Regions from separate parts of the Mus musculus genome. Here all the other regions are linked to region 3. A link is a contact called in public ChIA-PET and promoter capture Hi-C data. All regions are on one chromosome and are shown on one strand. Each heading gives the region's core, a stretch centred on a gene start, on an enhancer-like site or on the middle of the called end of the contact. The rest is flanking DNA. Distances are from core to core; before and after follow the strand shown.

Region 1 (7,781 bases), core at 2,859-5,358, 360 kb before region 3:
TTGTAGTCTTGGAGGCCACAGCAGGTACTAAAGGCCTCCTCCACCCATCAAGGTGGGCTCTATGCTCTCCCTCACTCTCCAAGCAGGCCTCTCCTTTAGCTAAAATCCTTCTCATCTTGCTCGCCCAAGTGTGTTTTCTGGTGTCGGATGAGGTTGGAGCTCCGGGAGAAGTGTTTCCCACACAGGGTGCACCTGTACGGCTTCTCCCCTCTGTGCGTTCTCTGGTGTGCACCAAAGTTGGAGATATCACTGAAAGTCCGCCCGCATTCAGTGCACTCGTAAGGCCTCTCACCCGTGTGGGTACGGTGGTGCACCCCAAAGCTGGAGCTGTTGCTAAAGCTCTTCCCACACTCACAGCAGATGTAAGGGGCTGGCTCCAGGTGGGTCCGGTGATGTACAGCCAGCGTGGAGCTCTGAGTGAAGCTCTTGCCACAAATGTCACAGCGGTAGGGCCGCTGGCCCAGGTGATCTTGCTGGTGCGTGGTGAGGTCCGAGCGCCGCCGGAAGCTCTCCTGACACTTGGCGCATTGGTAGTGCTTCTCTTCCAGGTGGATGCGCTCGTGCCGGATGCGGTTGGAGCTCCGGGAGAAACTCTTGCCACACTCGGAACACTTGTAGGGCTTCTCGCCAGTGTGGATCCGCTGGTGCGTTCTCAGGTTGGAGGTATTGTTGAAGGTTTTGCCACACTGCGCACATATAAAAAGCTTCTCATCTGTCTCTGGGCTTGAAAAAAGCATGGGATCCCTGGGGCCTCCGGCTTGGGCAGTGACTTTCTGCCTTGTCTTTGGTGGATGCGTTCCGTGGAGCCCTGCCAACAGGCTCTCCTGCCCATGATCCTCCCGAGGTGTGATCTGAGAATCCTTTGAGCCATCCACTCTCCAAGGTTTAGCCCCTTCTCCTTCCTCGGGCAGGTGAGCTTCGGGACGCTGCTCCTTCTCGCTGCCCATCTCTGAACCCTGAGAATGAACACAACCTTTATTCCTTGTGCCGGGCCATGAGACCCCACAAAATCTTGCTTTTTGGTTGAAACTGTGTATACCGTCCCCCAGGAATAACCTCAAATAACTTTACTTACTCCTTAACTTTCCCATGATAAACTTTCACGGAGAGTTAAGGCTACCCACCACTCATAGATGTATTCTGGGCAATCTGAATGTCACTTTTGTTAATCCCATAAACAATGGCACTCTAGGCTATAATTTATGTGTAAGTAAAGGTGCTTCCACTTAGAGATGAATCCAACTTCTTCCTGGTAAGTAGCCATCTACTCACTGACTCTGAGATGAACAGAAATACCTAGAAGTAGTTACTTACAAGGCCCAGCCTGAATAGTCTTATGCTCTGCCAACCCATTCCTCTCTAGACCTTTCTGTAATCTTCCGACAGGTTAACAACACCTACAGCAGGGCTTGAGCTCTGTCTGCCATTGTGGATCAGTGCCAGCTTCTCACAGATTCCTGCACACACAGCTAAGCTCTTAAATAACACACAGCTGGAGTCATGCTTAGCTATAGTTACATTCCATCACACCACACACAGGACCAAACACACTGACATCAGTTATCCATACCACGTGCCCATTCATGTCACACATATAACCAACATACTGACATCAGACATATAGACCACATTCACATCCATATCTGATACAGCCACAAAAAGTATACATGCCGCCCACCCACAGTGACCTGACTAGGAGGTACAGAAGGCCAGAGTATATCCAGAATTCTTGTCACGCTTTGTGTCTAATCCCACCCACTGCTAAGATTCCTCGGCAATCTCCTGAGTTGCGCCCACTTTCTCCTTTGTAACAGAACGTTGTGCTTGTTCATATGCTTACTTTTTTCACACATCTGTTCTCAGTAGTTCTTTCTAAGCAGCTTAAGGGACTAGGTCATTGTAGTAGCTTTCTGTAGCACAAGGCTGGGTGCTCAGTTGATTTTCTGAATGAGAGATGAGATGGATGAAAACTCTCATCTCTGCCCCTGTTGGCTCTGCCTAGGATTTCAGGATCTAATAATATACAAGAAGCAATGTAGCCTCCACTAATTATTTTTAAATAGGGTTTCTCTATGTAACTGTGGCTGCCCTAGAACTCTTTATGTAGACCAGGCTGGCCTTGAACTGACAGAGATCCACTTGCCTCTGTCTCCTGAGTGCCACCATGCATGCCCAACTGTGTATTCTTTTGTAAAACTGCTGAGACCATATAATTTACCCAATCTCTCTCCAGGGCGGAATGTTGGGTAAATATAAGAGTAGGAGGTCAGCAAGGCAGAGTGGCACAGGCATTTAATCCTGGCACTTGGGAGGCAGAGGCAGGCAGATCTCTGTGTGTTCAAGGACTGCTGGATCTACGTAGTGAGTTCTGGAACAGCCAGAGCTACATAATGAGACTCTGTCTCAAACACTAAAACAAACAAACAAACAAATTTTTTAAAAAAGACTGAGTTGGGGCTGAAGAGCTGGCTCAGTGGCTCAGAGCACTTGGTGCTCTTGTAGAGGACTCAGATTCAGTTCCTAGTACCCAGATCAGGTAGCTCACACCTGCCTGTAGTTCCTGCTACAGGTTCTGGTCTCCACAGGCACCTGCACACATGTGGTGCACATACTCAGGTGCACACACATACATATAATACATTTTAAAAACTGAGCTGAAAAAAAAATGACTCGGTAGGTAAAGACACTACCGACCAAGTTGAACATAATATGCAAGGTTAAGTTCCAGGGAACAGGCAGTACATACACCCATTCTTTCTGGCCAGCACTGCATATGGCATATTACACAGTAGCCCATAACAGCTCATATTTTTTAAAGGTCCTACAGAGCACTCGACCTAGGGCTAAGCGGTCCAATGCACCATCTCAATTCATTTTTACAGCACCTCTGCCTCCCGAGTGCTGGGGTTGAAGGCATGAGCCGCTACATCTAGCTCAACTATTAATTTCTCATACTTACTTTAGAAATGATGAAACTGAAACTCTGAGAAATCAAGTCACGTGCCTAAGAGCACACAGTAGGTGGCAAAACTGAAGCCCAAGTTGATTCCTCCAAAGCTGAGGTTTTTAACCATTCCACCAGGACTGGAGGTAGAGACGGTGCTACGGCACTTAGGAAATGAGAAGGCACCTCTCTGAAGAGGGCAGGGAGGGAGCTTCACTGAAGAGGTGAAATTTAAACTATGACTTGCAAAATAGACAGATGAGCAGGACCAAGGCTGGCAGAGACGGAGAGTCCATCCCTGACTGAAAAGGCAGTGTGGAAATAACACAAAGTCACCTTGCATTACAAAGATCGGAGGGAGAAGAGACCTAGTGCATGTGGGGTTTTCTTCCTCGGAGCTCAGCAGCACAGAGTCGCCAGCAAGAGTGCGGAGGAGGGATGAGTTCTAAGAACAAGGCAAGAAGATGAGGCTTGGTGATCACAGACGATGAAGGACAAGAGCCTGGATTAGAAGGAAGAGACCAAGCTGGGGTCCGAAAGATTAAAGTTCTAGATCCGGGTTCGAGTCAAGGGTACCGGGAGTAACTTGGAAGGACCGGGGACAGAGTGTGAAAAATTAAGGAAGCACTCACCGGAGCTACATAGCGATTCAGAGACGGATCATCAAAGGAGCCAAAGAATCTGAGGTGGCCTGGGAGAGGGGACAAAGGCTGCAGCAGTGTCCAAAGAGCCTAGTTAAGTGGGGAAGGAGGATAAAGCTGGAGGAGTCAGCTGGGAAAGCTGAAGGACGAGAGTTGGGTTCAGAGATGTCCATGAGGTTGGGACTGGAGCTGGAAGAGTACAAGGGGCGACTCTAAAGACACGGTGTGTGGGAGGGGCATGGAGTGGTCCAAGGCCAACAGTAAGGCAGGGAGGGTAGTAAGACTGGGTCATCCGAGGACTGGGGACGTGATCGCAGCGGAGGGACACACGGTACCCGGCGGCCTTTGGGACTCGCAAAACAGCAACTTCCCAAACATCAGCCTTCAAGGCCTTCGCAAGAGCGAAGGGGCCAGGCTCGAAGCGCCCCGTGCCTCGCGTTCGCCTCCCCCATAACCCCCACGTCACCTCTACACAGCCGCGACCCACTTCACTCCCGCGGCTCGGTCAGGGACAGCGGCGCCTCGGTGGGCGGGGGAAGGAGCCGGAGCCGGAACCCAGAGAGGATCCGCCTTCACAGCGTTCGGATTGGATCCTGGGAACGTTCTTCCTCTCTATTGGCTATACTAACTGTCACACTGCACAAGACCTAGTAGGACGGCCAATAAACATTGGTTTAGTGCGCGGCATGCTGGGAGTTGTAGTTCGGAGGTTTGCTTCGCTGAAAACATTTGCCCAGTTCAGAACTCAGCGGTGAAGCTGTCATCACTTCTAAGGTCATCAGGTTTCTTTTCTTTTTGTCTTTTGAAGCGGTGGCCCTCGATAGAAACCTCGCAGTTCATTTAAAGTTTATAGTTTAAAATTAAAAGGACATGTACCAGGAAAGGAATTTAAAAATAAAGTAGTTCGATCTCTTTGTCCGAGAAGCTAAGTGTCCTCTCCCAAGGAATGACCTCCAGCCAGGTCGGCCAGTGGCCCAACGTAGGTTTTGGTTTTTTTTTTCTGTGTCCTATGTGATCCTGTTAACCCAAAAGTCTCGCATCAATCTGGATATAATAGACCAGTAAGTTATCCAGAGATGGTTTTTGTTTGGTTGGCTGGTTGTTGTTTTTCCCAGATTTTATTTTGAAGAACAATAAAGATTAAGAACTTGAAAGATAAAGAGGATAAAGAAAGTTGATGTGTAAGCTAACTACGAGCTTTTCCTGTTTGTGTGGTCTTTCAATGGTTGTCTTTGTAGCTGGTAAAGCTTTAGAGCTAGTGATGACCCGGTGATTAAGAACACTTACAGCTCTTTCAGGGGACCTGGATTCCCAGCGCCCACATCAGGTAGTTTATAACCACCTGTAACTCCAGATCCAAGGGATCCAATGCCCAATTCTGGACAATTTGAGAACCTGCACACAAGAACACACACTCACACACACACACACACACACACACACACAAAATCAGGAAAGAAAAAAGAGAGGGTCAAGTTTTATAATCCCACCTCTCTCCTCTATAAAATTCCTAGCACAACTATTGTAAGGATATAAGGACTGAGTGGATAGACAGACAGTCAGACAAATAGGCAGACACACAGACAAACATTTCCTGCTTCTACAAATAGCTCTATTCTCTATTGGTAAATTCTCTCAATAGGTAAGACTAGCATGAGTTAGTTAGCCAATAGGATTGGCTACTCAAGCAATTATGTTTGGAGCTGAGGATGTGTGTGACGTGTAAGTATCTATTACACACTATTAGTTTATAAATTGATAAAAATAAAACATCAAAAGTCAGACTCAGGAGTAAAACTGGGTTTATTATGAATGATGTCTAAAGTTTGCTTGAATTGTGGCTGAGCTATTCAGAAACCAACCCCGTAATGTGTTTTCTCCACAGCCTCTTTCATAATGAAGACAACATACCAAGCAATAAGTATTAAAGGGTATATTTCATAACTGTACAAAGACAAACAAAATATTCTTTTTGGGTACTGTAATGGCAAATTTTACATATCACTTTGACCCGTCACAAAGGTCCCAGACACTTGGTCAGACATCACATTTGGTGTCTCTGTGAGAGGAGCTTGGACGAGATTAGCATTTAATCAGTAGCCTGAGTAAAGCAGTCACCCTCCTTAAGTCCAGTGGGAGTCATCTGACCAGTGGGAGTCATCCAACCAGTGGGAGTCGTCATCTGACCAGTGGAAGACCTTAGAAGAGTCTCGCTGCCTGTCGGGCTTTAGACGGATATCAACTCTTTCCCTACCTTACACTGCAACTAAAACTTGTCTCTTTCTAGTACTCTGACCTGCCAACTTCAGTCTCGTATTTATTTTCTGTCTCTATCTCTTACTGTGTCTGCATGTGTGTGCGCGCACACACACACACACACACACACACACACACAGTTGGTTCTCTTTCTCTAGGGAACACTAATATAGGCTCTATTGGAAAGAGCCTGTAGCAGATCTAGTTCCTGTAGAGTCCAGCTGCCTTCCCATCTGCAAATCTGTAATTAATAACTCCACAAACAGGCCGAAACACATATGTGGGTATGACTTGAAAGTGCCTTGCCTTCTTTCCCCAATCCACATCCAAAACTTGGATTCATTATTTAAGTATTTAATTTAAAAAGCCTGTGTGTCAGGGTCCCCAATGAAGGAGCCAGAGAAAAAGTACCCAAGGAGCTGAAGGGGTTTGCAGCCCCATAGGAGGAACATCAATATGAACTAACCAGTAGCCACAGAGCTCCCTGGGACTAAATCACCAATCAAAGAAAACACAAGGAGGGACTCGTGTCTCTAGCTGCATATGTAGCAGAGGATGGCCTAGTTGGTCATCAATGGGAGGAGAGGTTTTTTGGTCCTGTGAAGGTTCTGTGCCCCAGTATAGGGGAATTCCTGGGCCGGGAAGTGGGAGTGGGTGGGTTGGGGAGCAGGGGGAGGGGGAAGAGGATAAGGGGTTTTCAGAGGGAAACTAGGAAAGGGGATAGCATTTGAAATGTAAATAAAGAAAATATCTAATAAAAAAAGTCTGTGTGTGTGTGTTGATGTGTAGCATGTGCAGCGAGTTGCAGGTGCCTTTGAAGGCTTGAAGTCTCATCCTCTAGATATGGAATTACAGGTGGTTGTGAACTGCCCAATATGGGTGCTAGAAAAGCAAACCCAGGTCCTCTGCAAGATCAGAATGAGCTCTTAATCGCTGAACCATCTTTTCAGCCCTGAATTCATTATTTTGTTGTCTCACCTTATAATCTTCCAAATATGATATCTTATCTCATTTTGAGGACATGGCATTGAGACAAGGTTTCTCCACAAAGTCCTGGCTGTCCTAGAACTTACTACAGAGACCAGTCTGGTCTATCATTTACACAGATATATCTTCCAATAATCCACCTGGGATCACAGATGTGTACCACCATACCTGGCAGTAAGGTGTCTTATTTAAAACAAGACCAACTTTCTTGAATTCAATAATCTCTGACCTGGAGGCTGTTGTCAAATCTAATAGTCTTGTGGGTATACGTGAGTAGTTCAAACTGCCACCTTTTTCTCACTGGGCCTCTCTGAATGTCAGGAAGTTTTCAGAAGGGCCATAGCCACAGACTGCAGAGTAACTCATCTGCTCAGGGCTGCACAGCTGGATTGCTTTGGTTACAGCTGTTCCTACCAGCCTGTGTTCAGGTTTCTTGGGATTCTGGTTCCTGTCATGATGTAGGTAACTTAATTTTTGAAACCATGTGCATTCTGGATGTCTCCATCTCAAATTAGCTGTCGAAAACAGCTCTGGGTGTCTCGAAACTCTGCTGTAAACAGCCTGAAGAAAACAGAAACCCATGGAGTATTTACCCCTCCATCTCTAACCCTGAACAGAGAAGAAAGGATGTGTGAGTCTCAAGATACATACTTGTAAAAAGCTGGCGTGGCGAGTTAGAGGCCTGACTGGGGGAAAAGAAAACAGTCTCTGGTGGAAGACATTTGGGTCTGGGGGCTGTAAGTTCACACCTGATAACCCCTGATCAGGCTGACAAAGAGAAGCTGGTGCCAAGGTTCCCTCAGGGAGAGAGCCCTTTCCCCTGGCCTGAACGGAGTCCCCCTGCATTACATCCAAGGTCTCCTCCTAAACCTGGCCCGAGTGCATTTTGTTGATTTCAAAAAGTCATCTTCCAGGGCAATGGGGATGTCTCAAGAACAAGGCAGAGTTCAGAA
Region 2 (7,695 bases), core at 2,761-5,260, 340 kb before region 3:
ATCTCCAACACACACCTCTCTCTCTCTCCCTCTCTCTCTCTCCTCCTCCTCCTCCTCATCATCATCATTCATATTAGGAAACCTCCAACTGCTCTCTCTCCTAGTTAACCTGAATATATAACAATCATACATGTACTCACCCTAGAATGCTAGAGCTTACGTCTCCCATCTGTTGACAGTCATAACTGAGTCATAACTCAGTCTTTGTCTATGTCCCTTCTCCCGAGTTTTAATTGCTTTGTTTTCAGACAGTATCTTACTACATAATTCAGGTTGACCTCAAACTCCTAACCTTCCTGCATCTGCCTCGTGAGTGGTGGTAGTACAGCCATTTACAAACTCAGGCCCACCATGCTTTGCTTTAAGGGGTTTATTGACAAAGGTCTGGACTTCCAGCTACATAACTGTGGTTTCCTGAACGAGGCACTATTAAAGAACGTTTATTGTCTTTTCTCCTTTATTTGAGGCAGAGTCTGCCTGCATACTCCACGCTGGCCTTACACTGAGGTTCTCCTGGGTGCTATGATTATAGACACTCATCCCAGCGCTTGACTCTGGTACTTTTTCCTGGCTGTTGAAGTATAAATATCCACTGTAAAAATTCACAAAATACAGGAAAGCTTAAACAAGACAATTGTAAGCCCTACTAATAAAACAAGATTTATTAATAATTTTGCTGTGCCTTCTCCCACTTTCTGTTTTTTGTTTTGTTTTGTTTTGTTTTGTTTTGTTTTGTTTTGTTTTGTTTTTCCAGAGAGGGTTTCTCTATGTATCCCTGGCTGTCCTGGAACTCACTCTGTAGACCAGGCTGGCCTCAAACTCAGAAATCCTTCTGCCTCTGCCTCCCAAGTGCTGGGATTAAAGGCGTGCGCCACCACTGCCCAGCCACTTTCTGTTTTAAAACAATATTTAAAAAATACGGTGATTAGACAATATATGTTCTTTGTGGCTTTTTAAGTTTTAATATACTAAAGCAATGGTGTGTACGTGCGTGGGTGTGTATGCATGCATGTGTATGGTTGTGTGTGTGTGTGTGTATGTGTGTGTGTGTGTGTGTGTGTGTGTGTGTGTGTGTGTATGTGTAGAGGCCAGAGGTCAATGTCAAGTGTCTTCCTCAATTGAACTCCACCTTATATTTTGAGACGGAGTCTCTTACTGAATCTGGGCCCTCTGAAGTGGTTAGGTTGCCTGGTTATCACGCTCTAGGGAATCTGCCTGTCTGAAAAGCATTGTATTATATCATAAATCTCCTGTGCTATTTTAATGGTTGTGTTGAATTTTATTATAGCTACTCTTCCATCCATTTTGTTTGTTTATTTGCTTGCTTCTGTTTTGAGACAGGGTCTCTCTATGTAACCCTAGCTGCCCTTGAACTCACAAAGATCCACCTTCCTCTGCCTCCTGAGTGCTGAAAAACAGCTCATTCATTCATCTTTTTTAAATTAGATATTTATTTTATGTATAAAATTACACCATTGCTCTGTTCAGGTACACTAGGAAAGGGCATCAGACCCCATCGTAGATGGTTGTGAGCCACCATGTGGTTGCTGGGAATTGAACTCAGGACCTCTTGAAGAACAGTCAGTGCTCTTAACCACTGAGCCATCTCTGCACCCCCCCCCCCCATTTATTCATCTTAACTCTGATGATAAGATGCTGGGTGTTGCAGGCTTCCCCTTTATAGACAGAGCTGCTTCTGGTCATTTACTTGTGACAACTCCTTCAGAGTGAAATTGCTTAAACTAATGGTTTGAGTCAATTTTTAAAAACTGGAGTGAAAACCACTTTGCCGTTTTACGTTTTGCTTTCTTCTGGTACTGGGCATTGAACTTGCAGTCTCTACCACTGAGCACCGTGGCACATGCTCTACCACTGAGCTAGATCCCCAGTTCTCTTGCTTCTTTGAGACAGGCTCACCATAATCTGCCCTAGGCTGATCTTGAAATCATTTTATATGTAGCTCAGGCTGACATTTTCAACTTGTGATTCTCCTGCCTCAGCTTTTCTAGTAACTGGGATCAGAGGCATAGCATTTTAGTCATTTTAAAGTCTACGTACAGAACTATGAACATCGCCATGCGTCAGATTTCTAGAATTCTCTCTTGCAGAATGCACTCTATATCCACTGATCAATAACTCTCTTTCCCCCTCCCCCAAGCTCCACTTTATGTTTCTTTTTTGATACCTCTTAAAAATGGAAGCATGTGGTAATGTGTGTGTTTATGTGTGTGTGCACACTCGTGTGGTTGTGTCCAGCTTTAAGGTTTTGAGATCTAGTACGGGATTGGACTCTGAAAAGAATGTAACAACTCAGACTTAGACTGAAAGCACCTCAGTGCCCATGGAGGCTTCCCAATGGAGGTAGCCCTGGCAGGTCTGGAATTTGCTAGGTAGACCAAGCTGGTCTTGGACACACAGGGACCCATTTGCCTTTCCCTCTGGAGTGCTAGGAGTAAGGGTGACAGAGAGACTAAAAAGCAGGTCTGAATGTGTCTCCAGAGGCCAGTGTCTTCTAAACCCTGTCTAAAATGCTTGTTTAGCACTTACTAGCTGGGTAATCTTGGACTTAACTTTTCCATGCCTGTTCCTGTTTAGAAATCATATTGGTACACATATCTTTATGAGGAACAGGGGACTTAATAATGCAATGGCCTCAGAGTATTGCCTAGAACAGAGGAAGCCCCAAGGGAAGCAGTTATTGTTATTTCTCAGGCTCTTCTCCTCCTTGGCACCTTTCTTGCTAACATAACAAATGAAAATGATAGCTAGAAATTTTAGTTTACACCCTTTTGATTATCCGTGGGGCTGTTTCTCTCCCTCCTTCTCCCTCTACTTCCACCTCTCACACTCTGTGTGTGTGTGTGTGTGTGTGTGTGTGTGTGTTGGCTGATATACTTCTGATTCCTGTGGTGGTTTGAACATGTTTGACTCAGGGAGTGGCACTACTAGGAGATGTGGCCTTGTTGAAGGAAGTGTGTCACTGTGGGGTTGGGGTTCGAGACTATTCTCCTAGCCACGTGGGAGACAGTCTTTTCCTATTTGCCTTCAGAACAAGATGTAGAAAAATGGCTCAGTGGTTAAGAGCACTTGTTGCTCTTGCAGAGGATCTGGTTTTGGTCCCAGCACCCACAACTGCCACAAATGGCAGCTCACAACTGTCTTTAATATCAGTTCCAGGGGATTCTATATCCTCTTCTGGCCTCCAGCACCATGCCTGCCTGCACACTGCCATGCTTCCTGCTATGATGCTAATGGACTGAACCTCAAGACCTGTAAGCCAGCCCCAATTAAATGTTGTCCTTTATAAGAGTTGCTTTCGTCATGGTGTCTTTTCACAGCAATGGAAAACCTAACTGATACAATTTCTGTCCGGCTGAGGGTATAGCTCAGTAATAGAAGGCTTTGCCTAGCACATGCTCTGGGCCCTGAATTTGTTTTGTTTTGTTGAGACAGAGTCTCACTGTGTAGCTTTGGCTGGCCTGGAACTCATTATGTAGACCAGGCTGGCCTCCAACTCATAGAGATGTTTGTGCTTCCCCTTCTCAGTGCTAGGATTAAAGATGTGCACCACCAAACTGGGCTAGGGGCCCTGTATTGATAGATAGATAGATAGATAGATAGATAGATAGATAGATAGATAGATAGATAGATAGATAGATAGATAGACAGATCATTTTTTTCAAAGCTTTCAAAGCATTGTGGTAAACAGGATTCCATTTGATCCTCCTTATAGATCTATAAATCAGGAAGGAAGCAATCAGCAGTCCTGACTTTCTTGATTTAGAACCTGATGCTCAGAATTCCAGTGCTAGCCAATTTCAACCACAGGAATCAGATTCTGCCTTTCAAAGCCTTGCAGTTGTCCCAGAAACTAGAAGCCCGGAAAAGCTTTGGTTACTTGTAAGAATGTCCCTGCCCCAGGCCCCGCCCTCCAGCCCCAGGCCCCGCCCTACTCGCCTCCGATCCCGCCCCTCCCGCTCCGGCCACGCCCAGGTGTGCTCGCTGCGCGGGCGCAGTGGCTCCTGCGGGAGGGGCACCTCAGGCCGCGGCCCCGCCCTCCCCGGCGCGCCCCGCCCAGTCCAAGGGCAGCGGGCTGGGCGCTGCGGTCCCGCGGAAGGGGGGAGCTAGGGTGAACCCCGCGTGGGGGCTTGTCTACGACGTGGCGGAGGCCGTGAGCCCGAGGCCGGGTAAGGAAGCGCACGGACCCCCGAGCCGCCATCTTGCTACGGAGGGGCCGGGCGGGCGAGCGGGCGGGCGGGGCTGGCAGAGGGGGCTGCCGCGGACCGAGTGGCTCGCCCCTCGGCCTCTGAGACCCGGCCCTACCGTACGCCCCCGGGTTGGAGCTGCTTTCTCGGGCCTTCTCATCTGCTGCTCACCCGGGGTTGGTAGGGAAATGGCCAGGAAATGACTACTGTCCCATTGTGCAGGAAACTGAGACTCAGAAGTGAGGAGACTCGACTAGGAACGCACAGCAAGGTGCTGGCAGTGGGACTCCAGGGCACCCTGCCTCACCTGCCAAGCTAGGGAGTTGGGAGAAAGGACTAGCAAGCGGTTCTCTTTTTGTACCATCAGGTCAGAGCTAACCAAGAAGCATTCAGAAGCCAAACCATGGATCCACCTGCCCGGAAAGAAAAATCCAAAGTTAAAGAACCAGCCTTCAGAGTGGAGAAGGCTAAGCAGAAATCTGCCCAGCAGGAGCTGAAGCAAAGACAGAGAGCAGAGGTGAGATGAAGGAGGGAGCTCTGTATGCCTGAGCGAGCTGGAGAGGGTGCTGGAAGAAAAAAAAAAAAAAAAAAAAACCAGCAGAGGAAACTTTACTAGGGGTCCCTGCTTGTCCCAGGCATTGGTCCCCCCAGAGGGAGAGAGTCCAGCCAGGTCCCAAACGGTGAAGCGGAAGCCCAGAGTCACATACCAAGTTAGTGTCAGAATCCCAAGCTGGACCGGGTCTCCAGTTGCCTCCTGGCGCAAAGCTTTTGTGTTAGTGATCTGAGGAATGCATGAAAAGAGAAGAGGGTAGCTATGGGTGGGAGAGGGATCAGGGTGGGAGGAGAAAATGAACAAATGAATGAAGGAGAATGCTTGAAGTGCCAGTGTGACCCGTGACCCGGTACACATGGGCATTTGGTGCAGAGAGTATCTAGTTGGTGAGCGGGATGGAAAAAGCCCTCACTGGAGAAGCCTGACAACCTGAGAATCCATACATATGCGGAAGAAGAGAAGGTCTACATAAAACTGACCTCCACACTTGCTGTGGCACACACACACACACACCACCACCACCACCACCACCACCACCACAGCTACAGCAACAGCAGATTTAAGTGTCTGCTCATGACCGTGTAAAGGCCCAAGCTATGAGCCCACCAGTGTGCTTCTTTGTTCTCTCAACACTTAACAATCATTTAAAGATAAAAGGCTTTAAAATGTTTACATGGCTAAGGAACCACATCCAGACACGAGTATTTTAATATCCAGTATTAGGGAAACGCTTGCTGGTCTTTTCTGCCTCTTTGTTGTGTGTGCTTGTGAGGACATTTAAAGTACAGGAGACACCTGCATATTCAGCTTCTCAGACTGGTAGTGGTTAGTAGTAGTATCGCATTTTCCTAGAATTTTCCTAAGATAAATAAAGCCACATAGAAATGTGACATCTCCTTTGACTGTTTGTCCTATACCTCTTCTCCCTCTCTGTGGCTAAGCCCTTTTGTTTAATGCATTTCCATTCAAATAGATGAATACATTACCTGTGCGAGTATGTTTTGTTTGCATGGCATTTTAGAGATAGTCATACTACTCTTAAGAATCTGTTTTCTTTGTTCTTTATAGTGTCTACATTATAAACATATTTTTAAAAAGATGTGTTTTTCATTATGTGTGTGGTGATATGTGACCATGAGTTCAGGTGCCCTTGGAGGTCACACAGCCCATCGGATGCCTGGAGCTGGAGTTACAGGTGGCTATAAACCACCTGACAAAGGTGCCGTGTGGACCCAGGGTCCTCTGGGAGAGCAGCAAGGGCTCTGAGTCACGAAGCCCTCGCTCCAGCCCCTGGACCACCTCATTTAGGATGCCTACCCATTCCTCCTGTGATGGGTGTTGTAATTACTTAGTTTTGCTTTTTACAAACACTTGTATGGTGGGGGTGGGGGGAGACCCTTTTAGATGCTTCCTTGGCACCTCTGCTAGGATTCCTGTCGGGTATTTGACTAGAGCAATTACCGGTGTCAATCATTTCTTCTAGATATTGGCAAATGGCTTTCAGAGGATTCCTCAAGCTGGCACTCCTGTTGACAGTGCGAGACATGTCCTGTTCCTTTTGGTCTGACAGTTGATATTGTCAAGCTTTGTTTATTGGATCCATTTATTAAATAACCATCCAGCTGCTGCTGTGGGTGGGCAGAAGTGTGTGGACACATGCCTTGCCAAGACAGAGAAGAGTGCTGCCTTCCTGGGGCATGCATTCCAGTAGTCTTAGTGATTTCAGAAGCCTTCCATTCTGTGAACACATGTGTCATGGCTTTACCCAGACCCAAGCTGTTGATCTTAATTGCTTTGTGCCTTAGCAGGCAGTTTGAGGGTGCTGTAAGAAACAGTGCCCCACCCCCACCCCCAAACTGTTGTGCACACACTGAAAGCTAGACGTGGAGGGCTTTGTTTCTGTCCTTCCTAGCATCTACTTATCTGGCTTCCATGCATTCTTCCCAGGTGATCTGGGAAAGGATGCTTGTGCACATCCCTTCCTCGACGCCTCTTTGGTAAAATGAGGGTGGTGGGATCTACCTCACAGTGTAATGAAGAGTTGAAGTAGAAATTACATAGGTAAAGCACTTACCACAGGGCCTGGCACGCTGCAGGCGTTTGATAACCAGCAATGATCATGACCTGGAGTCACCATGTGGACCTAGAAGGAGCAGCTGGTTGTGTCCGTAATTTGCTTGCTGGCATGTCAGACTGGATGTCCATGCTGGCAGCAGCTGCCACCTGTAGCTCCTCATGTCAGCCTGAGGCGGGCCTGCACATGTGTGAGCAAATGTCAAAGCAGGTGTTACTGTTTCCCCTTTATCCTTTGGGAATCCTTCTGGAATAAGTGCTGGGGCCGGAGTCCAGCTGTTCCTGAGGGCAGACCTGTGGTCAGAGAAGTGCTTCTTACTTTGTGGCCCCTTGGTTTTGTTTCTATGGTGTTGGTTGGGGCGTGAACCCAGAGCCTGTATGCGCCTGTGCTCTACCACTGAGCCTACGCCCAGCCCAGTCCATTTGCTTCCCCCAAAGCTGTCCTGCTATTTTGTCCGTGTTCCCTGGAATGGAATGGAATCTTCCATAGGAATGTGCAGCACCTCCTCGGGAAGGAAGGGATAAAGCTATGTCTTTGCAGAAAGTTAGCTGTGCAGGAGAGCTGAGAGGCGTGCCTGGGGTTGGAGTCTCAGTTGGAGTTGAAGTGACTTATCTATGCTTATCGTAGCTCTGCTGTGACCCCAAGACTTGCAGACCCAGAGTCTCACTCCCTGCCTCAGGTACCCTGGACATCTTAAACCTTTTCTTGCCCTGCTTACTGTCCCCTCTCTCCTGCCATTATGCCTCTTTGACTGGGAGATCTCTAGAATGCTACATAATATCCCTGTCAGTCCCAGAACAGAAAGCAACATGCAGATCACAAAGACTGGCAAGATCAGACATACAAGGCAGAGGCTTTTATGC
Region 3 (7,267 bases), core at 2,668-5,167:
TGGTCTAGCTCCAGGCGATAGTTATTGCCATTAGCCATGAGTATTTAATGACCTTTTATAAGACTCCTATTTCTGTAGCTTGCCTCTTCTTCTATCTACCCAACCTTTCCCACTTTTGTACAAGGTGTTCTCACCCCACTTGAGTTTTTCTTTATTCCCAAGCTTGCCACTGTCTCTAGATAGCACACTTCTGCTCATTTATTGCCTGAACCCCACCCTTACCTTTCGAGGGGGAAGTTTCCTTTGTCTCTCCAGGCCTACAGCTTCCTGCACCCAATTGAACAGTTTGCCTCATCCCTGTTTCCATGGCACACATACTAGTCTCTGCTGACTTGCATTGAACGAACTGTTTATCTATTCAGGCTTAACTCCTTGATATTTAACGCAATGCCTGGAGTGAGTAGGCACTTGATAAATGACTGCTGACCGCTCTTTAAGTATGCAGAGTGACTAATACTCAAGTGTTGTCATTAAGCAGCTGTAAGCAGTATTAAGAGCTTCCCAGTGGCCACTGTGTAACTTTTTACATTTTACATCTAATACAAGGAATTATGTGTTAGATAAAGATAACCAGGAAATTTGGAAGGCTCTTCAAGAGCTGGAAATGAGAAGGCCTTGCATCACGTTTCTCCCTTCTCCCTCTTGCAAATCTTGGCTCATTTTAAACCTATTTCCCATTTCCCCGAGCCTTTTGTAACAAACAGAGAAAAGGATCAGAAGGAATCTTTCTGTCTAAGTGGCTGTGGAGTCCCACTTGTCAAACACCCTGTCAATCTGTGCTCAATGCTTGGTTTGTAGGGTTCTCACAGCTAGGCAATGGACTGTGTCCTTTTCAGGGAATTTACAATCCACATGAAGCTGGAGAAAGACTAAAAACAATAAACAGCAACACCTTCATCTCTCTGAATCACAATCTGTCTCAATAATCTGTCCCTAGGCTTACCACCTTTTCTCTGAGAGCTGGCCTGCTCCACCCTTCCTTCCCAACCTATCTGTATCTCCCAAGACAGCAAACCACTCTTTCCTATGGGAACTCTCCACCACATATATAGTGAACAGCTGTCTGTGGGGGCTTTGGCTCGATGACGCCTGTGCACAAACTCTTTGGCTAGGTCTCTGTGATTAAAATCTCCAGCTCATAGATACAGTAACAGAGATGGAGAGAAACTAAATTTGATATAGGCAACACATGAAGTTAAGGGATAATAGATTTGTACTTAGGTCTGTCCTTCCAACCTTGGTTTTAAACTTTTCTTCCTTGCAAGGTCCCAGAACCTTTCTTGTTGCTATGGCCATTGCAATCGTGTGTGTGTGTGCTCATGCGCGTGCATGCCTGTGTGTACTTTTCCACCTGTTAATTTTTTTAAATTAATTTTATTGTCTATGTTTAAGGTATACAGTAAAATGTTATGGGATGAAAACCCATGGTGAACAGGTTACTATAGCAAAGCAAATTGACACATCTGTCTTCTTACCATTATTAATTTTTTTTTGTTTCTTTAGCCAGACCAGCTTACCTTCTATCCATAGCAGGAATCCCATATAAAGTACAATTTTATTGGTTCTCCACCTTTTGAATCTCTGTGGCCTCTGGTTCTGTTCCTCAAAGTCAGAGGTTTACCACCTGACCCTAGCAGGTATGTAAATCTGTTTTTTCTCTAATTCTATGCACCCTGTAAGCCAGAATGAATATCTCTGGACGGTATCTCAGAATTCTAAACAGTAAGAAGTCCAGTCCACGACTGATTTATTTATTTATTTATTTATTTATTTAGAGACAGGGTTTCTCTGTGTAGCCTGGAACTCACTTTGTAGACCAGGCTGGCCTCAAACTCAGAAATCTGCCTGCCCCTGCCTCCCAAGTGCTGGGATTAAAGGCGTGCGCCACCACTGCCTGTCCTGTCCATGACTTGTAAGAGGAAGTTGTATTCGTCAGGGTTCTCTAGAATCACAGAACTTATGCAATTCGTCAGGGTTCTCTAGAATCACAGAACTTATGCAACTTAACATATAGAGATATGTTAAGTGAATTTATTGTGATGACTGTGTGTCTGTAATCTAATAACTAACCTGACAATGGGCAGCTGTGCTATGTCTCCAGCAGAAGGTGTGGCCTAGATTAACAGTGTGGATCTGGGACTTGCTCTTTCCCAGGCTGACTTTGAACTCAGAGATCTTCCTTGCCTCAGTCTCCCGGGATTAAAGGCATGTACTACCTTGCCTGGGTGTAAACTTTTCATGGCCACTATGGCTCAAGATCTCCACGCCAAGATCTAGGTCTGAAACTTCTCTTCCAGCCTCAAGATCTGCATCACAGGTGTGCCCTCCAATTCTGATTGTAGTTCATTCCAGATAAAGTTGACAACCAGGAATAGCCATTACAGAGGTAGCCAAAGTGGTTTAGAGCCAAGTCCCTGCTTGTCTTTGTACTTTATCTTCTGGCTGACTCTACTTAAGTGTCTCAGAGAGATTCCTGACTATGGTCTTTTATGATCCTGATCTCCAGGTCAAATCCTGGTGACTCCTGGCTTCAATTTACCCCTCCCACAAACGGAAACAGCTGTATCAGTCTCTCTCTCTCTGTTTTTTGAGACAGGGTTTCTCTGTGTAGCCCTGGCTGTCCTGTAGCTCACTCTGTAGACCAGACTGGCCTTGAACTCAGAAATCCGTCTGCCCCTGCCCCCCAAGTGCTGGGATTAAAGGCGTCTGCCACCACTGCTTGGCTTTGTACCCGTCTCTTTAAGAGCAGCACCCAGGCTGCTTTTTAGTATTCTGTCTCAAGCCTAGGTGGAGGAAGGTGAACTTTGAGATCTGAGAGGCTGGGAAGGCTAGTGTTAATTATGTTCAACTGAGGAGCCACTTGATTGACCAGCCAACCAGGTAATTCTAATTCTCTCTATGAATCTGCGGTAGTCTACCCTTCCCCAGGAAGACTGGCAAGGGGGGTGGTGGGGGTATCCTCTTTGGGACTATGTTCTCCTTGTCATGATGTTATGTAATCAGTTTACTTATGTCTCACTAGACTATGAGTTCTTTGTTTTTGAGACAGAGTCCATGTGGCCCAGGGTGGCCTCAAACTTATCATTCTCTTGCCACAGTTTTCTTAGAGCTGAAGTTATGAGCATGCATCTAGATGAATTATTTTTCTAACTATTTATTGTGGTGTGTGTGTGTACACGTGTATAGCGCACTTACCACAGCATGTGTGTGGAATTGGTTCTTTTCTACTTTACATGGATTCCAGGGATTAGGTTCTGGTTCCAGGCTTGTGGAGTAATCTCCTTTACCTGTTGGGCCATCTTGCTAGCCCCTAGACTGAGTGCTTAAAAATATAAAAGCCCGTGTCTTATTTTCCTGTGTGGTTCTGTCCTAATTTAGGTCATCACCTTGTCCCTGGGTAGTGCCCCCTCTGACTTCCTACCCTGTACTCTAAGCAGAGCATTCACTGTTTAAAGCTCTGGAGAGACTGTCAATAGCCCACAAGATACCCCTCTGTCCTTATCTTTTACCTCTCCCGACCCTCGCTACTTCTAACACTCACAGGGATGTTCTAACCACAATTACATCAAATCCCTTCACTTCTTTCAAACCTCTGATTCAAGTTGCCTTATTATTGTGGCTCACCCAGGCAGCTCTTTTTAAAAGGATTTTCCTTCTAGTGTTCCACACAGCTCTGTCCTGAGTGCTCCTCCCCAATCCCCCAAGGTATCATTCAATGTTTTCTAACATTATTACATAATTCATAATTTTTATCACCTTTCTGCCCATGAGGGAATGATACTTGCCCCTCCACCGGCCTTTTCTGTTCACTGATTAATCTGAAGCACTACAGTAGTGCCTGGTACAATGACTTTTTATGTCTTTGTTGGACAAATGAGTGGATAAACCTTTAGAATTCCCATTGCCAGGAGATGCTTGACAGATGAAAGTGTTCAATGCTCCATGAAGGAATGGAAGGATGGTTTCACACTGTCTTAGCTCAGCAAGGTTGCCAGGGTCAATTCTCTCAGACCTTTGCTTTCTCAATCAACCAAACTCACTGACATCCATCTAACCATCTAATGTCCAAATACTGAGCAACTGCTCTTCACTTGCTGTTCTTGAGGCTGCAGGGAAGAGTACGTGACTTAACGCGGCTTCTGCGCAGCAAATACCTACCAAGTGTAACAGGATAGCACAGATTGTCAACGCTAACAGTTCAGAGGTAGGACCAGGGAAGACCAAAGGGAAAGTCCAAAGTTTACCAGAAGTCTGAACAACCCTACTAAAGGCTCCACCTGTTGATAGTGAGGCCACGACCTGGCCAGCTAACTTGAGATGGAGAGGATGACGCGGCAGGGGTAATGACAAGATGACATGCCTGGGTAGGGAGGGGCCTCGAACCCGGGTTCTTGACATTCCGAAGGACGCGTGTCCCCAAGCAAGGTCCAAAGCGCCCCGGTGGCGGCCGGGAAAATCCGCGCTGGGTGCTTGACGGGGCCGCGCAGAGGCAGAGGCTGGAAGGCGGGGAGGTCACGAGGCGCATTCCTCAGGAGTTGGAATCCCGGGAGTGGGGCCGGGGCCGCCTCGGCCAGCCGCTGTCAAGTCCGAGGCGCAAACACTGCAAGGCGCTCCGCACCGCCCACCGCCGGTTCCCGCTGGCCGCAAGCAGGCAGAGCCGCGGGAGCTCAGAGGCACTACTTGTCCCCGCGGAGGGATCCCTCGCACATCGCGCAGCAACGACGGGGCGGGCCGTGGAGCCGAGGACGCCGGGCCGGGAGCGCTGAGACGTCGCGGGAGGCGGGGGTGGGAGGGAGCGGGTCGGGAAGTAGTTCCGGGTGCGCGGCCCCGGATGTTGGCTGCTCCCGCCGCCGCTGCCGCCGCCGCCGCCACTCTCGGCGCCGCTCCGGGCCTGGGCCGCTCTCTGAGGGCGCCGTTGGGACCTTTCGCGGGGAACGGAGACGCACGCAGCGGCCGGAGGCTCGGCCGGGCCGTCCCGGCCTGCGTAGCCTGAGGTGAGCACGCGTCGCCAGGGTCTCGTCGGGGCTGGGGCGGCGGGCGGGGAGGCGGGGCTGGGGCATCTCCCGGGACGCGGGCGGGGGCTGCCCTGGGCGAGCGGCGCTCGCCGTCCTCGGCGCACGCTCCCTGTGGCCGGCGGTGGGCGCCAGGCTGGGCCGGCCGGGTGGCGGCCCTCCCTCACCCGCGGCGCCACTCCTCAGCTGCCGCTGCCCCTCAGCCCGACGCCGCGCGCGCCCGCCCCTCCCCCAGGTGGGCCCGCGCTGCGGATGCCGGGGCCGCGGAGGACCGCGACAGTCGCGCCCTCGTCGCTCCGTGACCTGCACCTGGTCCGGGCTCGTCCTGTTCCCGGCGCGATGCGGCGTCCCCTCCTCGCCCTCCAGGCGCTATTCTGCCGGGAAGGCGGCCGCTGCCTTGTGGGTCGCGGGTGCCCTGCGGGGCTGAAATGGCTGGGGCGAGGGTCCCACCTTCTCTCCCATCCTGTCCCCGGGCCCTTCTCTGGCATTGGGGGAAAGGCAGCCTTCGCATGCGGACGTGTTGCTGCTGTCCTGCGTGTGTTGCATCCTGCCCACGTGGTAGTGCCCCGTCCCTCCCACTCCCTCCATTTTTTGCAGTTGGTTGAGATGTTTTTTGTTTTTTTTTTTTCCCCCGCCCTGCTTTACTCCCCTCCACCCCGTGATTTCTTCCGGGCAGCGTGGGGAAGGTGTTAAGGTCAGTTTGTTTTGCCGAGGATGACTTGTTTGATGGAAGAATCAAGAGTTGTACTCTTAGGAAATTGAGACTACTAGGGGATCGACCAGATCTTAGTTAATTGACATCTTTTCAGTACCAGTAGCTCTTGCTCTTCTCTACTGCTTAATTCTCCAGAGAGCAGGCGCTTGCAACTGATGTGTTGGTGTGTACGGTTTTCCTTTCTCTATTCTACTTTCTTGTGTCACTGTGGCCTAGTATTTTCTAGTCTGTGTTGATGCAGGGCTCAAGTTGTTGCTACATTTCTGAATGAGTCGTGTCGGGGCGCTCGAAACTGGTGGGCTTCTTTTCACCTTTCACTGTTTATTTGCCTTTAGTTTTTCCTTGTGTTTTGTACCCTAGTGAGAAAGCATGCATGTTCTATTGGGTGTAATATACGTAGATTTTTCTCTAGTAGAAGGACTAGGTAGTCCTGCTTGCTGCTTTTGCAGAAAGTTCTTTATTCCACATCTCTAAAATGCACTAGGTACTATTGGGCTCTGTTTTTTAACACTGTTTTGAAATACATGTCTCCCTCCCCATCTCCCTTTAAGCTCTTTCAGGTTAACATTTACATCTTTCTGTGTTTCGCTCTTGGGAGACCACAGATTGCTCTCTTTACAGTAGCAGTGACAGACGCCTTTCTTTTATTCTTTTTAAAATCATAGTATTTATGGAGAAAACGATAGCTGCTGCTTTATTTTTTTTCCAAGTGATCCCCATTTTTATGATAGGAAGGGCTATGTAGATGTGATTTCATTTTTGAGTGTTTTGTTTTAGGTGAACTTGAAGCTCTTCCCTGTTTGGTTTAATATTGGAATTGAGGTGGGCCGTGTTCTCTGTTGTGGGCTGCTAGGGAGTTTCTCATGCCTTTATTAGGTGTTTTGTGGATGAGGTCAAGATTGTTTATTTTGGCTTTCAGTTTGTTAGTTTGGGTGAAATAAAACTTACTGTTTTGAAGTCACTCTTTCGATGTGAAAATTTCCAATATTCTCCTGTTTTTCAAACTGAAGATTTCCCTTTTTTCATCTTAATTTTAGATAGTCTTAAGTAGACCAGGGTGTCCTTTTATTCAGTGTGGTGAGGGCTGGCCTTGAACTCTTGGTCTTGCCTTCACTTCCCAAGTACTGAAATTACAGACTGTGTTACTACTCTAACTGCCTACATTGTAGTCTAAAATGTATTTTTGATAGTGCCTTTCCCCTATTTATCTGATACAAGTGACAGCACATTCTTCCTTTTTCCTTCTATGTAGAATAATAGTATTGAAATACAGATTCTATCTGTTTTCATTACACTAAGTATGGGTGGGGCAGTGAGAAATAGATGTTCTGCTATTCTCTGAGGCACATTTTTATAGCAGAGCAGTCAGCATTTGTATACTTCTGTAAAATACAGTGCTATGAGCTAAGATTTCAACTTCTGTTGAAAAGGAGTAGAAGTTGTCTCTACTTATGGAGAAGTAGCTTTATACGCACCAGTTCTGTGTATTAAATAACAGCAGACTTATATGTGAAATAGTGCAACCAAATAAGTGGTATGA
Region 4 (7,746 bases), core at 1,768-4,267, 260 kb before region 3:
TGAAATCCCAACATGTGTTAAAAGCCAGCATCACTGCATACCTGAGAATCCATCACTGGGAGGTAGAAATGGGCAGATCCTGGGAGCTTCTTGGCTAGATAGCCTGTCCTTGAGTGATGGACTTCTAGTCTGGTGAGGCTCTGGCCCAAGGCAGTCGAGGCACACCATGATAAGACACTCAATATTCTGCTCTGGTCTACACATGCGGGCCCCACAAATTTACATGCATATACATGTATGCTACACACACACACACACACACACACACCCTAATTGGGGGAAAGCCATTCTACGGGCTGGGGTCCCAGTCTGTACTCTTCTTATGCTGTTGATAAAACACCACAGCCATGGGAATTTACAAATGAGACCATATCCTAATTCTCCCCAAACAGTACCATTAACTGGGTACTAAGTGTGTAAGTATCTGAGATCACAGGGAACATTGTTCATTCACACTGCCATGCTAAAGAAAATCAAATCGGAAAAAAAGCAAGCAGTGCAGTTGTCTGCCTTAGGCTCCTCACACAGGATGTGACAGGAACAGCTGCCTCAAGTTCCTGCTTGTACATTATAGGCCTGTGCCCTCACGCTGCCAGCAAAAACGGGGCAGCTCAGCTGCTCCCCTTGCCAGGCATTTTTCCACAGCAGAGAGAATACAACAGGTTCTAGAATACCACCAGGTAGTCTAGGGAAAGTCTGGCAAGGCCACCATGAGTTCTTGGGGCGGTTACTGTCGGAGAACAAGTCTAAGAAGAAGTCTACCTTAAAAATATCACCAAGCAGCTATCAGCACGGGCTCACTTAGGTAGCCTGGGTCCCAGACAATGTGGCAAAGAACTGGACTTCTTCCTCATTTATGTCTCCTGTAGTCAGAAGTCCACATTCTCTTGTAAACTATCTCTATAGTTCATAAGGGAGATCGGAATCTCTTTGCATAGCCCTAGCTGATATAGAATTCCATCTGTAGACCAGGAATCAGCCTGCCTCTGCCTCCCCAGTGCTGGGATTGACTGGAGTGGGCATCCCCCGGCTCTGTATTTTTGTCATTTTGTTAGGTATCATTAACTCTAGCAAGTCTTTCACGACTTTAAGTAACTAAAGAAAAAAAAAACTGGGTACTGGTAATGCACACCTTTAGTCCTGGCACTCAGGACAGAGCCAGGCAGATCTCTGTCAGTTCTAGGACAGGCAAGGCATTTTACAGAGAAATCCTGTCTCAAAACAAACAAACAAACAAACAAACAAACACCCTAGAAATATGCCGGGCAGTGGTGGCACATGCCTTTAATCCCAGTACTTGGGAGGCAGAGGCAGGCGGATTTCTGAGTTCGAGGCCAGCCTGGTCTATAAAGTGAGTTCCAGGACAGCCAGGGCTGCACAGAAATCCTGTTTCCAAAAAAACAAAAACAAAAAAACAAAACAAAAACACCCCAAAACAAAAATACCCCAGAAATAGGTGTTTCAGAGCTGGACAGTGGCGCAGACATAATGGTAGTCTGTAAGACAGAGGATTGACTGAAGGCTGAGGCCAGTTCCTGCCACATAGGGTCACTCAGTCTCAAAAAGCCAAGTACTACGGATGTAGCTTGGTGATGGAACACTTGTTAGCACATCCATGGCCCTCAGTTTGGTACCAAGCACCACACATACAACACATACGTGGGGATAGTGACATAGCTTCCAGCACTCAGAAGGTAGCAGCAGACAGGTTTGAAACTAGCCTGGTCTGTATGAGTTTCATAAAAAAACCAAAAAGTTGAGCTACAGAGATGACTCGGTGGTTAAGAGCACTGACTGCTCTTCCAGAGGTTCTGAGTTCAATTCCTAGCAACCACATGGTGGCTCACAACCACCTGTAACAGGATCCAATGGCCTCTTCTGGTATGTCTGAAGACAGCTGCACTGTACTCATATATATAAAATAAATGTAAACAAAAACAGAAAGTTGTCAGGCAGTGGTAACACATGCCTTTAATCCCAGCCTGGTCTACAGAGCCAAGTTTCAGGACAGCCAGGGCCCTCTGAGAGAGGAAGCAGAGGCTTTTATGTGACCATTATTTATCGTATTGCCATTATTTTCCATTCCAATGTCTTACTAAGTTTTCTAGGTCATAGGACTAACTCTAGCTACAAGAGTTGAATAAAGCAAATTTCACATGTCTACTGGGTCACTAGCCAAGAGGCCTGCCACGGCATCTCAGTTCAGCATTCAAGTTACCTCATTTCAGAATTAATATTAATTAAGGCACTGACAGAACAAGCTCAGGTTCTTCATCTTACTGTCACAAAATGGGTGACGAGCCAGAAGGATCTGAGTTCGAGGCCAGCATGTAACATAAATCTCACTCCAGTGTAACTAATCCACTTTCACTTTCAGGAGGCTCTTACTTGGTTAATGTGCCAACTATACCATGCAGTAGGTAAACTGTCAGGGTGACCCCTCAGCCCATTCATGTTGAAGCCCCAGCTGCCATTGCAAGAGCCCGTGGTGATGCTGGGGAGGCACATGAACTTTCAGTAATCAAATCCTGAACCCGACTGGTAGAGTGCTTGCTTCACTTAGCTGCATGCAAGCACAAGACAGATTCAATTCAATGCTGAGCACTATCTCCAGGTCAGTCCTCAGACAACCCACTTAAGGAAGTTTAGTGTTTCAGGGTTTTGTTCATGACCATTTATTTTGCCCCTCTTCCTCTTACTTCTGGGCCTGTGGTGAGGCAGTCTTGACATATTAGAGGAATTATGGCAGAGCAAAGTCGTTTTGCCTCATGGTCCAAGACAGAAAAGAGGCATACACCCTTCTCTGAAGGAATGTCCCTTGGTAAAGAGACCTTCAGCTAGGCATCCCTCCTTCCCAATAGTGCTAATGGCAACAGAGCTGTCAATGAGACTTTTGGGTATATTCCAGATCTAAGCCATGGCAGGAAGCCATTCAATTTGGATGAGGTCATAAGGGTAGGGCCCTCAAAGTGGGAGTGGTTCCTCTGTCCTGTGGACAGAGCAGGAAGGTAACCATTCTTATGACTGTAAGCCCTATCACAAGGCTTACATTCATCTTGGACTTGCTAACCTTCAGAAGTGCTGCTTAAGGCACCTACCCAATTTATGGCATGATGTAACAGCAGTCTAACCTGCAATAACATTGCTCTTCTTCCCGTCTAGCTAAGCTATGGCCGTCACTTCACCCCACTTCCAAACCTACTCTAGGTTATTATTCAAAGTAAGTAACAGGTTCAATTATTTTGTTCTGAACTCAAGCAAGCCATAAGACCCCCTCCCCCTAAGGAGCTTCCGGTCTATCAGGGACAGACAGCAAACAGACAGCAAAATCAAGTAGTAGATGCTGATAGGCTGTGTTAGGAACAAGCTGAATTAGAGCAGGAATCCAGAAGAGCATGAGAACTTGTACACAGAGAGAGGATGCTGCATCTAAACACATTAGAAATGTCTTCCTAAACCATGGTCTTTTAAGAACCGGGAGGAGAAAGACATTTGGTTATCTGCAGGAACAGTTACAGCCAAGAGGAAACGCCTTGTGGTGGGGATAGTGCCTCACATGTTCCAGGAAAAGGAAACTGGAACAAACAGTGGACACAGGAATAGAATAGAGCACAGTGAGTCTGTAGAACACTGACTGAGATCTTGTATTTCTAGACTAGCTAGCTTTGGTTCTTTTTGAGGCAGGGTCTATGTAGTCCTGGCTAGTCTAGAGCTATGTAGATCAGCCTGGCCTCATAAGAGACCCTCCTGCCTGTGTCCTGGGCACTCCACCAGAACTTGGTAGGTCCCTTGCACTAATGTGGAAAACATGCAGCAGACAGCTTACACAGACGGCTCCTGCTTTGTGTGTCAGTGGAGGCCTGGGCACAGTCTGGGGTGGCTGTGTGCTGTTTCTGTTAAAGTCCACGGAAATTACACCAATTGGATATGGAGAATGTGATAAAAGACTAGGACTTCTGAAAGACAGTAGTGATTTTAATAAAAGTGGCCCTCATGGGGCACTTGTTTAATACCTGGGTCACCAGTTGGCTCTCTGGGAATTAGGAGATCACTGGGAATGGTTTGTGTTTGTTTTTTTTTTTTTTTTTTTTTTTTTTTTTTGGGGGGGGGGGGAGTTTCGAGACAGGGTTTTTCTCTGTGTAGCCCTGTCTGTCCTGGAACTCACTCTGTAGACCAGGCTAGCCTTGAACTCAGAAACTGGCCTGCCTCTGCCTCCCAAGTGCTGGGATTAAAGGCTTGTGCCACCATGCCTGGTGGGAATGGGTTTTGATAAAGACTTGCAGCTGTTTTAGGTTTGTGACCTGCCTTGTGGGTTGTTGTAAGCTTTCACAAGATGCAGTAGCAAATGCTTTTAGTCCTAGCTTAAAGACAGAGGCAGGTGAACCTCAGTCAATTCAAGTCTGGCCTATATAGGTGAGGTTATAGAAGTCTATTCTAACCCACTGATACTGTACAAACCCAATTAAATGTTTTTGTTGTTTTTTTCCTCTTAAAAGTCAATAGCAGCCTCCCTCCCTTTTCTCCAACACAGGCTTTCTGTGTAGTCCTTGAACTCATTTGAGGATGGCCTCAAAACTCCTAAGAGGTCTGCCCAATTCTGCCCCCCCACCGCCCCCAATGCTGGGATTAAAGATTGGTGGCACCATGTCCAGCCCACCGCAATGTTCTCAATATTTGGCTTTGATGATTCAGCATCTGAGTTCCCTTTTGGATTACATATTTCTCTGGTCACCATTTATGTCCTTGACTATCAACTTCAGTAGCCACATGTCTGTGACACACATTTTCATCAACATACCAGCCTGGATGTATGTTTCTATCACACATCCAGGCTTGGTCTGCGGGCTGGCGAGATGGCTCAGAGGGTAAGAGCACTGAGCGCTTTTCCAGAGGTCCTGAGTTCAATTCCCAGTAACCACATGGTGGCTCACAACCACCTGTAATTGAGATCTGACGCCCTCTTCTGGTGTGCTACAGTGTACTTATGTATAATAATAAATCAATCTCAGGGGGGTGGGGTGGAGAAAGACTTGGTATGCAGAACAATTCTATAATAGCCCCTGGGTCATTCTCCTTCCTAGTTAGATTAGGATCACATTTACTATTTTCATATTTTATTATTATCATCATAGGAAGTCCCATCCCAAATTGTGGTAGTAACCAGATAAAGAGGGGGCCTTCTTGCTGCTGCTCTGCTCTACTGCTTGATTCTTTTCCCAATACCACAAGACATACTTGCAAGCTTCTACTTTGAACTGAAGACATAGAGCTCTCCAGGAAACTTCCAGGTTCTTGGCTGGAATGCTGAGGCACCTAGCTTTAAGGACTAAGAAACTACCAGATTCTATGTTTCTCAGGTGACTCAGCTGTTACTATTTTAATGTAAAATGACCTGAAAGAGGGTCTATGCACGTATATTCATGGTTGTACCTAGAAAATTCATTAGCATATTAAACACAATCAACAATAGGTTTTATTTATTTATTTATTTATTTATTTATTTTTTGAGACAGGGTTTCTCTGTGTAGCTCTGGCTGTCCTGGAACTCACTCTGTAGACCAGGCTGGCCTCGAATTTAGAAATCCGCCTGCCTCTACCTCCCGAGTGCTGGGATTAAAGGCGTGCGCCACCACACCCGGCCCCCAACATTAGGTTTTAACCAACACTGTCTGTTATCGGTAAACTCACACCTGTGAATCTTACCCAGGAATTCTTTCACTATGCTCTTGACAGCAGAGTATTTACAGCAGTCACCATGACTGGTATGAGCTAACACTAACATGTCTCTGTGTGTTTATGTTAATAGGGCTGCTGAAGTCTTTCATCAATTCCTATTAGTTTCTACTACAAAGAATTGGCCTAAAAAGTTGATGGACTTGGCGGACAACTAGCAGCCATTAGTCCCCACTCAGCAGCAGTTCTTTAGTGCGATGCCAGTGCGCTCGCCCTGGAGCTTCTCTAGAGGGAAACACCCCAGACTAGCCCGGCCCCACAAAGCTTCTCTACCCCACTCACGTGGCTACAGCTGATGCCTCACAGCACTCCTGACAGACTGCTTACTGCTGGTGTTACCTGTTATTCTAAAAGTGGGAGAGAGTACTCAATTATGACAAAACTAGACATTATTATTTAAGACCTTTATTAACAGGTGCTTGCAGTTTGTTGACTTTTTTGAAAAAATCAAGTTGTAAACTTTATTACAAATTAAAAATGAAGTTCTTAAAAATCTCAACTTGACCAGATATGAAACAATTTAAAAACCGTTAAAGGTGTATTGAGAAAAACCAGGCCTTTTTTTTTTTTTTCTTAAAAAACACGTTTGTCATTACCAAAAAGAGACATCTTTAGGTAAAAATAATAAAAACCCCATGCTGCATAGATAATGCAGATAGTTCTAATGTTATCTGGTCAGAGGGCAAAAAGCAAGCACTTAAGGTCTTCAGCTCCAATCTTTGTTCATTTCTTATTGCTGGAATTTCATATTCATTTCTTCTTGTTGGATGACCAAACTGCAAAGAAAAGACTCTTAATTACCATCCCGAAGTCTAGCTCGTGGACCACACTCTAGAATTGGCACTCTAGCAGCCACATTTCACCCACTGTTTGGCTTTAGCTTAAAGGATGATTTACAAGAAGAGAAGTGGACACTAATTGAAAAATATGGCAACCCCAGAACCAGAGCAGGTAAACAGTCTTACTCGCTAGTAAAGTCAAATTAAGCTAAACTAGGCATGACAGACCTCAGATTTCCTGGTTGGCTTCAAATTCAGAAATCTGCCTGCCTTCTGTGTGGGTGCTGAGATTAAAGGTGGGCACTGCCAAACCTGGCAAGGTTACTTTTCAAACCTTCAAATTCACAACACTGTCTTCAGAGCACAGGAAGTAAGACTTTGCTTAGCTTTCTGCCAAAATTATCATTGATTCAGAATGTAGGCAGCTCATAATCAAAAAAGTACATTTGTCTAATTTGTGCTAGAGTGCACAACACTATAATAAAATGTCTTATCTTAATCTATTACTGCCAGTTTCTTTGCACCGTAGCTCAGTGCAGTGGAAGCCAAGGGTGCCTACTTACCCGGATGATGGTAGAGATGGTAAGCCGGCATTTACTCAGCCCCGCCCTGCTCAGCCTCGGGAGCGGACGAATTCTCAGCTGGTGGATCGGCTGCTTTTGTCTCTTTGCCATCTTGTGGTTTAGGGTTCTCTGGGCGTCTGCGTCGGTAATTGAAGTTTCGGCGATACCGACGTTGAGGTGGCTGCTGACCTTGGGTCTCATCTCCTTGATTTTCTTTGTCCTCTTCATTGCCATCCTCTCTAGGCTGTCTTTGGCGAGGAGGGCCCCTGAAATGAATGCTACATAATCTCAGAAAACAGTAACAGCTTTTTTCCTTCCTTTAGCCTTACCACAAGTAATATTTGGTACCTGGGTGCACCAACCATTTATTCAAGTGGTCTTTCAGACAAGCTTACTTAGCAAAAAATCTAAGTTACTCTCAAAAGCCAAGTGTATAAGTAGATTCTCATTCATTCATATTAACCAAGATCAATAAAGCTGAATCAGCTGCTCAAATGCTTGGAAACAGAACCATGCTGGTTCCCTCTGCCTGGACTTTTCTTGCCAGTAACTATTCTTCTATGTACTATGTACTTTTAAACCTCTCATTTCCATTTAACACACACTGAAATCCTTGACCTAATTTTTTACCGATACCAGTACCCTTTCCATCAAAAGGAGCTATACTTCCC

Evidence for each region. Promoter capture Hi-C pulls out the DNA fragments that hold promoters and counts their contacts. ChIA-PET counts read pairs in DNA pulled down with a chosen protein or histone mark. Capture Hi-C pulls out chosen DNA fragments and counts their contacts.
Region 1: a contact with region 3 is called in a promoter capture Hi-C map of liver, with 2.5 times the contacts expected there. The contact joins the promoter of Zfp691 here to the promoter of Frg2f1 in region 3. A contact is called at or near these places in 2 of 39 promoter capture datasets (liver and neutrophils), 3 of 484 Hi-C or Micro-C datasets (CD4 T cells, neutrophils and uterus) and 1 of 9 other capture datasets (liver).
Region 2: an RNA polymerase II ChIA-PET map of memory CD8 T cells shows a contact between it and region 3, with 22 read pairs. The contact joins the promoter of Svbp here to the promoter of Frg2f1 in region 3. A contact is called at or near these places in 2 of 39 promoter capture datasets (liver and pre-B cells), 1 of 484 Hi-C or Micro-C datasets (muscle stem cells), 1 of 115 datasets of contacts at active chromatin or transcription factors (memory CD8 T cells) and 1 of 9 other capture datasets (adipose tissue).
Region 4: a promoter capture Hi-C map of the C10 cell line shows a contact between it and region 3, with 2.9 times the contacts expected there. The contact joins the enhancer-like site here to the promoter of Frg2f1 in region 3. A contact is called at or near these places in 6 of 39 promoter capture datasets (the 3T3-L1 cell line, 3T3-L1-derived adipocytes, the C10 cell line and 3 more), 3 of 115 datasets of contacts at active chromatin or transcription factors (embryonic basal ganglia, neural tube and stem cell-derived neural progenitor cells) and 2 of 9 other capture datasets (adipose tissue and pancreatic islet).

The regions. Positions count from the first base shown.
Region 1 is chr4:119,170,087-119,177,867 of GRCm38.p6, forward strand. It overlaps Zfp691 (zinc finger protein 691), which reads right to left and starts at 4,109. Exons shown (of 2, transcript NM_001145936.1): 1 at 4,052-4,109; 2 at 1-956. The coding sequence starts at 947. The coding sequence ends at 96. It overlaps Ermap (erythroblast membrane-associated protein), which reads right to left. Exons shown (of 13, transcript NM_013848.3): 13 at 5,371-7,781.
Region 2 is chr4:119,191,300-119,198,994 of GRCm38.p6, forward strand. It overlaps Svbp (small vasohibin binding protein), which reads left to right and starts at 4,011. Exons shown (of 3, transcript NM_024462.2): 1 at 4,011-4,187; 2 at 4,573-4,722. The coding sequence starts at 4,609.
Region 3 is chr4:119,534,852-119,542,118 of GRCm38.p6, forward strand. Frg2f1 (FSHD region gene 2 family member 1) reads right to left here and starts at 3,918. Exons shown (of 4, transcript NM_001004178.1): 1 at 3,757-3,918. Foxj3 (forkhead box J3) reads left to right here and starts at 4,810. Exons shown (of 13, transcript NM_172699.3): 1 at 4,810-4,994.
Region 4 is chr4:119,271,859-119,279,604 of GRCm38.p6, forward strand. Ybx1 (Y box protein 1) reads right to left here. Exons shown (of 8, transcript NM_011732.2): 7 at 7,076-7,341; 8 at 5,469-6,509. The coding sequence ends at 7,107. Among named protein-coding and RNA genes, the nearest start is that of Gm12927, 18 kb to the left of the region's middle. Within about 2 kb of position 3,018, at least 57 of the 459 cell types and tissues checked have an H3K27ac peak or open chromatin away from gene starts, as enhancers often do. A contact at or near this core is called in adipose tissue and liver, where this site is marked.